Regions from separate parts of the Mus musculus genome. Here region 1 is linked to region 2. The links are chromatin contacts, called in public HiChIP or PLAC-seq maps. All regions are on one chromosome and are shown on one strand. Each heading gives the region's core, a stretch centred on a gene start, on an enhancer-like site or on the middle of the called end of the contact. The rest is flanking DNA. Distances are from core to core; before and after follow the strand shown. Region 1 overlaps Bptf (bromodomain PHD finger transcription factor). Region 2 holds the start of Psmd12 (proteasome (prosome, macropain) 26S subunit, non-ATPase, 12).

The links. HiChIP or PLAC-seq counts read pairs in DNA pulled down with a chosen protein or histone mark.
Region 1: a contact with region 2 is called in an H3K27ac HiChIP or PLAC-seq map of stem cell-derived epiblast-like cells, with 5 times the contacts expected there. The contact joins the enhancer-like site here to the promoter of Psmd12 in region 2. A contact is called at or near these places in 4 of 39 promoter capture datasets (cranial neural crest, embryonic stem cells, hippocampal neurons and 1 more), 1 of 15 datasets of contacts at CTCF or cohesin (embryonic stem cells), 10 of 484 Hi-C or Micro-C datasets (CD4 T cells, Th1 cells, adipose-derived mesenchymal stem cells and 6 more), 21 of 115 datasets of contacts at active chromatin or transcription factors (the 230-238 cell line, the NIH/3T3 cell line, the SCID.adh cell line and 16 more) and 5 of 9 other capture datasets (adipose tissue, embryonic stem cells, liver and 2 more).

What each region holds. Positions count from the first base shown.
Region 1 is chr11:107,106,097-107,109,303 of GRCm38.p6, reverse strand. All of the region lies in intron 2 of Bptf (bromodomain PHD finger transcription factor), which reads left to right. Among named protein-coding and RNA genes, the nearest start is that of Bptf, 24 kb to the left of the region's middle. Within about 2 kb of position 1,678, at least 52 of the 459 cell types and tissues checked have an H3K27ac peak or open chromatin away from gene starts, as enhancers often do. A contact at or near this core is called in the 230-238 cell line, embryonic stem cells, epiblast stem cells and 1 more, where this site is marked.
Region 2 is chr11:107,477,665-107,481,062 of GRCm38.p6, reverse strand. It overlaps Psmd12 (proteasome (prosome, macropain) 26S subunit, non-ATPase, 12), which reads right to left and starts at 1,535. Exons shown (of 11, transcript NM_025894.2): 1 at 1,379-1,535. The coding sequence starts at 1,486.

The DNA of each region.
Region 1 (3,207 bases), core at 429-2,928, 370 kb after region 2:
TGGTGGCTCGCAACCATCCGTAACAAAATATCTGATGCCCTCTTCTGGAGTGTCTGAAAACAGCTACAGTGTGCTTACATATAATAAATAAATAAATATTTAAAAAAAATATTGATCTCTAAACCCTACTATTTACTTTTTCTTAGCTGCTACCATGTATTTAGCTTTTTGCCTGCATGTGTGCCTGTGCAATATGCTTGCAGTGCCAGCAGAGGCCACTGTGGGTGCTCCTATACCTGAAGTTACAGAGGCGTGAGCCATCTTGAAGGGTGAGGAACCAATCCTGGGTCCTCTTCAAGAGTAGCCAGTGCTTTTAATCCATTGAGTTGTCTGACCATTCCCCATACTTTCACATCCATTTATTTAATCTGTCTGTCTGTTTGTCTATCTATCTACCTACCTGTCTGTCTGTCCTCCCTATCTATCTATCTATCTATCTATCTATCTATCTATCTATCTATCTATCTATCTATCTCTTTACAGTGCTTGTCTGCACTCTGTGGGTACCTGGTGCCCATGGAGGCTGGAAGAGAGCTTGGGATCCTTAGCTGCTATGTGAGTGCTGGGAATTGAACTTAGGACCTCAGCAAGAAGAGTCTACCCTCCTCCCCAAGAAAAAGGCCAGGTGTGGTGATGCACCCCTTTAATCAGCACTGGGGAGGCAGTGGCAGGCAGATCTATGTGACTCTGACTCAGCCAGGTCTACATAGGGAGTCTGTATCTGAAAAACCAATTAGAACAAAACCCAGTGCATCGTGCATGTTCTTAACTGCTGAGCCAGTTCTCCAGCCTCATATTTTTTTAATTAATTAATTAATTAATTAATTTTACATCCCAATGGAAGCTTCCCCTCCCTCCTTCCCCCAGTCCCAGTGTTTCCCCTCCCCCATACCCTCTTCCTTTTCTCTTCAGAGAAGAGGAGGTCTCCCATGGATATCAACCCACCTTGTCATGCCAAGTTACAGTAGAACCAAGTGCATCTTCTCCTACTGAGGGTAGACAAGGCAGCAGCCCAGCTAGGGGAAGGGGTCCCAAGCCAGGCAGAGGTGGAGACAGCGCCTGCTTCTGCTGTTAGCAGACCCACATGAAGACCCACTTGCACATCAGTTACATACATGTAGAGCCTGGGACTGTCCCATGCATGCTTTCTGGTTGGTGGTTCAGTCTCTGTGGGCCCCCATGCAGCCTCATATTTTTAAAGAGTTCTTTTATGCTATTATTTGTAAAAATAAAAACCTTGAATCTTTTCTTTTAAAAAATAATAACCAATCATGTTTTACCTTTCTGAGGGTATTATTTTAACTTTTTTTTTAAAAAAAAAGATTCAAGGCTGCCTTTAAATTCACAGGATTCTTCCCTCCTTAGCTTGGAAAGTGCTGTGATCCACAATGAGTCACCACACCCAGGTGTCCTTTGGTTTTTGAGCTGGTGAAGTAAACTAGGTCTAGGCTGGCCTCAGGCTCCCCAGTGCTGGGGTCACAGGTGTGTGCTGCTGCGATCAGTTTCTCGGTGTATTTAGAATTGTTTCTTTACTCGGTTAGTACATGATTTAACTTCTTCTAAGCTGCTTCTGCCGTTAGTTGTTTTGGTCTTTAACCTCAGATGTCTGTGCATCTTAGTTTTCACCGCTGGTTAGCACTGTGGAACTACCTGCTGACTGGAAGCAGTGAGCTCTGGGTGGGCCGTCTCAGTGAGGCTGGGGAAGTGGCTCAGCTTAGCTATGGGGTGACATGACAGTCCCTGCCTGTGTGTTAGGAAGCCCTGCTGTCTGTAGCCCTCCTTAGCTCCATCTACTGCAGCTGGTTGGTGGAACTGAAGTGCCTTTTCTGGTGTCCTGCTTGGAGCACACAGGCCTGGTCCGCAGGGTGCACTTAGAAGCAGGCTGCGTGTTTTGTGTGTGCTGGAAGCATTTCTCATGTCAGCGAAAGCCTTCAGATCCGAATTGTTCACACCAGGCATGGAGACTTTTGATCCAGAGAATTTTAGCTCTACTGTATTCTCTAGAGACCAGACCTGTAGCAGTTCCGTTTCATAGACAGCAACCCCCCCCCCCCCCCCATTCCTGTTGAGATCCGAGTGAGGATTCTCAGCAGCTGGGCTTGGCCTTTTTTTGCTTTTCACATTGGCAGCGATCACGTGACCACATGCTCTCAGCTTTTGGAATCCTCTTTCCTCGACCCTGAATTTATGCCTTTAAAAGAACTCCTTTTTAAAAAGTTGGTTTTAGTTGTTTTGTTTTGAAACAAGCTATATCTGTCTATGGCAAGCTGGCTGGAACTTGAGAGTCTCCTGCCTCAGCCTCCGGATTATGGGTTATTATTATCATAACCTCTGAGTTATGAGCCAGCATGCCAGCTGTTCTTTAGCATGGCTTTTTTCTTTTAATATTATTTTATTTTTAATTTATTTTTTACACTCCATATTCCATTCCCAACCCCTCTATTCACCCCATCTCCACGGGCATGCGGGGTCCCCCCCCCCCCCCGCCACCTCTTAAACTCCCTGGGGCCTCCAGTCTCTTGAGGGTTAGGTGCGTCATGTCTGGATGAACATAGACCAGGAAGTCCTCTACTGTGTGTGTGTGTTGGGGGCCTAGCATGGCTTTTTTTTGTAAGTGCTTTCTCACTCACTCCTTTGTGTGGAGGGCAGGGAGCATGTGTGCCACTCAGTGCGCCACGCAGTGTCTGTGTGAAGGTTAGGGAGCATCATTTTGGGAGTTGTTTCTTTGCTCTGACCGGTTTGAGTCCCTGGGTCCTCTCCCCAGCCCCTTCCTTGGCTTCTTAGATGTTGGTTTCCGTAGCCTCTGTCTTGTCTTGTCTTTTCAGCTAGCACCTATGTCTTTTCTTGAGCTGTTCTTTCATGCATGGAGACCAGAGGTGTTTGGTGGTGTACACACAGCTTGAGATCTTTGGTTGTCTGGTCTAGGTGGTTTTTAGGTCTAGGTTGTCTTTAGTTTTAGAAACCTGTGAATATTATCTCCTTACTTAGATCCTATTCACATTGGGTGTCCTGAGCATTTTTATACAGTTCTTTAATCTTTACAACAGTGTAACAGGTTTTTATACCTGTTTGTAATGTATAGATGTGAGATTAAAGCTAAGGGGGATTAAATAGCTTGCTCTCAACCCTATATATAGCTGTTGGCAGTTGGGACCTGAAGTTGTTTGTAAGAATGTTTCTAATAAGAGGCAGGCAGGGGGGCTGGTG
Region 2 (3,398 bases), core at 286-2,785:
AGGTGTCTTTTAATTCTTTGGCTCATCGGTTTAACCAGCATTTTAAGACAGATTAACATCCGGGTTTTAAGCATTAAAATATTTCACACAAAAATCCATATTCCTGGGGGGGGTGGGAGGTGGTAGAAAGATGGTTTGGTAGGTAGTTAAGAGCACTGGCTTCTCTTCCAGAAGACTGGCTTCAATTCCCAGAACATATAAACTTACAACCAGTGTACAAACATACATGCAGGCAAAACACCCATACATAAAATAATTTTAAAATTTTTACACTCCTGGTTTCACATTCAAATCAGCAGGGTCACTCAGCTGATATTTGTGAGTATTCTACACTCTGTACTTAGTTCTCTTAAAACCAAACAATCAATCCTTAGTGAGTGTATCCTAGGTGACACTGAACTGTAGGAGTTTAAGGAGGTCTGAGTGCAATCATTATCAATAACCAACAACATTGGCTAGGCAATGAGCAAACCTAGTTTTGAATCCTTGGCTATTACTAACTACAACCTCGGGCAAAATGCTTTCAGCCTTGGCTTCTTTAAGTATAAACTGATATAGAAAGTTGCCAGACACATAGCATAGAGTGTGGAAATGTTTGGGTCAAGGTATGTATGCTCTTAATTCCATAATAAAGGTTTGATGGATGGTGTTCTTTAGTTCAATGGTAGAGCATTTGCTTAGAGTGTGCGTGACCCTGAGTTTGATCCCTAGCACCACAAACCACCATTGTTCATATATCTGCCATCTCAGGCTTGGCACTTTTAAATCCCGTTTGTCTTGCCTATATTGTCCTCTCTAGAAGTAACCATCTCAACTTTACTTCAGCCTACTCAAATCTAAGCTACTAATGTCAGCTTCTCTCCCATAAGAACAATCAGCTTCCTTCCGTGTTCCAGTAACACTTTCACTTGGATAGCTCACCAAGATGCAGAGGGTCCCGCGTTCATTGCGTGAGTATTATCACTTTCATGGTCCTACTGACCAAAGACCAGTCACTGCCATGATTTACATACACTTAAAGGACATTAGCTGATCGGGCCACAGTAATATTAGAACCAAACTCTCTGATGCAGCCTGCAGCTGAGAACGGACTAAACCAAACCTTCCTTAGCGTCCCAAGAAAGAGCAAGCACTAAGTCCAGACGTCAAGTTCGATGGGCAAGAGATGACCATTTATTTATCTAGGGCTTGGGGAGCTTCGGGTTGCGGCGACTCCCGGGAAGATAGACCCGGGGTCTCCCACTCAAGCAGGTCCAACCCCGGCTAGGAAGACACCAAGGATGCACGCTCCAGCCCGCAGTCCCCCTGAGGCCTAGACAGGCTCCACGCCGTGACTCAGCCCCTGGCGCCCGCCAACAGCCGGCCGTCCTCCCCTCACCTTGGCCAGCTTCTCGCACTCAGGCAGGCGCTGGTCCACCGTGGCGCTGTAGTCCACTTCCATCTTCACAATGCGCCCATCGGCCCGCTCCGAGCCACCGTCCGCCATGGTCCCTGCCTAAGAGTCCCCTGCTGTACCCCAGGTTCGGCCACCACTCGTCACTCGCACCGGAAGTCGCCCGCTCATCCACTCAGGCAGTGCGTCGGAAGCCCGCGGGAAGGACCCCGTGAGGCCCTCGCCAGTCAGGCAGTGCTGCAGACAGCCCTGGAGGCGGGGCGTATGGCGCAGGGGCAGGCCCAAGAATGGGCGGGGTTTTGTGAGGGCGGGGCTTTGGGGGACTCCAGTCTCCTCGCCCAAGCTAGGTTCTAGGCGTCCGTGTCTGAGGGGGGCAAATGTGACACAGCAGAACATCTCACGTATTTTTTTTTTTTTTTTTACCTCTTCTACGTCGAAAACCCATTTACCAGAACCGTCGGTGAGCACTTGATTTTTCTTCGTCCTCGGTGTTCCCATTTTTAAATGAGGAGGCTAAAACTGACCCTTAAGACAAAAAAGTTCTAAGGTTTCCTCTGCATTATCTATGAGATTGACTTTTAATTGCGCCTAAAAAAAGGGGGGGGTGTGTGGCAGACAGCGCAGCTCAGTAATATATACATATTTTTTTTTAATTAGGTATTTTCCTCGTTTACATTTCCAATGCTATCCCAAAAGTCCCCCATACCCACCCCCCCAATCCCCTACCCACCCACTCCCCCTTTTTGGCCCTGGCGTTCCCCTGTACTGGGGCATATAAAATTTGCAAGTCCAAAGGGCCTCTCTTTCCAGTGATGGCTGACTAGGCCATCTTTTGATACATACGCAGCTAGAGACAAGAGCTCCGGGGTACTGGTTAGTTCATATTGTTGTTCCACATATAGGGTTGCAGTTCCCTTTAGCTCCTTGGGTACTTTCTCTAGCTCCTCCATTGGCGGCCGTGTGACCCATCCAATAGCTGACTGTGAGCATCCACTTCTGTGTTTGCTAGGCCCCGGGCAGCTCAGTAATATAACAATCAGTGTTTTTGTGTTTCCACACAATCTGCCGTGCCGATAACAAGAATGCCTAAGACAACTCAGATCACGTCTCTGAGAAAATAGCAATTCTTTACCATTATCATTTTTGCATGTACACGCATGTGGAGGTCAGGGGACAGAGTCTAGGAGTCAGTCTTGCTTTTCACCATGTGGAGCCTGGAGATTGAACTCAGGTCTTCAAGATTGGCAACAGGCACCTCTACCAGCTAAGCCATTACCATGGCCTGAAAATTGCTATTTTAAAGGCCTGTACAAGTTTTATCACCTATACCCTCTGAATTGCTATGACATAGCATAGAAATCATAAAAAAACAAAACAAAACAAAAAACAAAAACCTTTCAGAGAGCCAGGCTTGGTGATCCATGTCTTTTTTTTTTTTCTTTAAGATTTATTTATTCATTATATGTAAGTACACTGTAGCTGTCTTCAGACACTCGAGAAGAGAGAGTCAGATCTCGTTATGGATGGTTGTGAGCCATCATGTGGTTGCTGGGATTTGAACTCAGTACCTTTGGAAGAGCAGTCAGTGCTCTTAACCACTAAGCCATCTCTCCTGCCCCTGATCCATGTATATTTAACCCCAGTCCTCACTCGAGAGGCAGAGGTGGGTAGATTTCTGTGAATTTGAGGCCATCCTGGTCTATGTAGTAAGTTACAGGCCAGCCAAAGCTACATAGTGAGACCCTGTCTAAAAACTACAAAACAGGGCTGGAGAGATGGCTTAGCAATTAAGAGCACTGACTGTTCTTCCAGAGGTCTTGAGTTTAATTCCCATCAACCACATGGTGGCTCACAACCATCTGTAACAGGATCCTATGCCCTCTTCTGGTGTGTCTGAAGACAGCAAAAGTGTACTCATATAAATAAAAATAAATAAACCTTTTTAAAAATGTACCTGTGTAAAATACTTGTTTCTGTAGATTGTCTACTTTTAAGGCAATTAGAG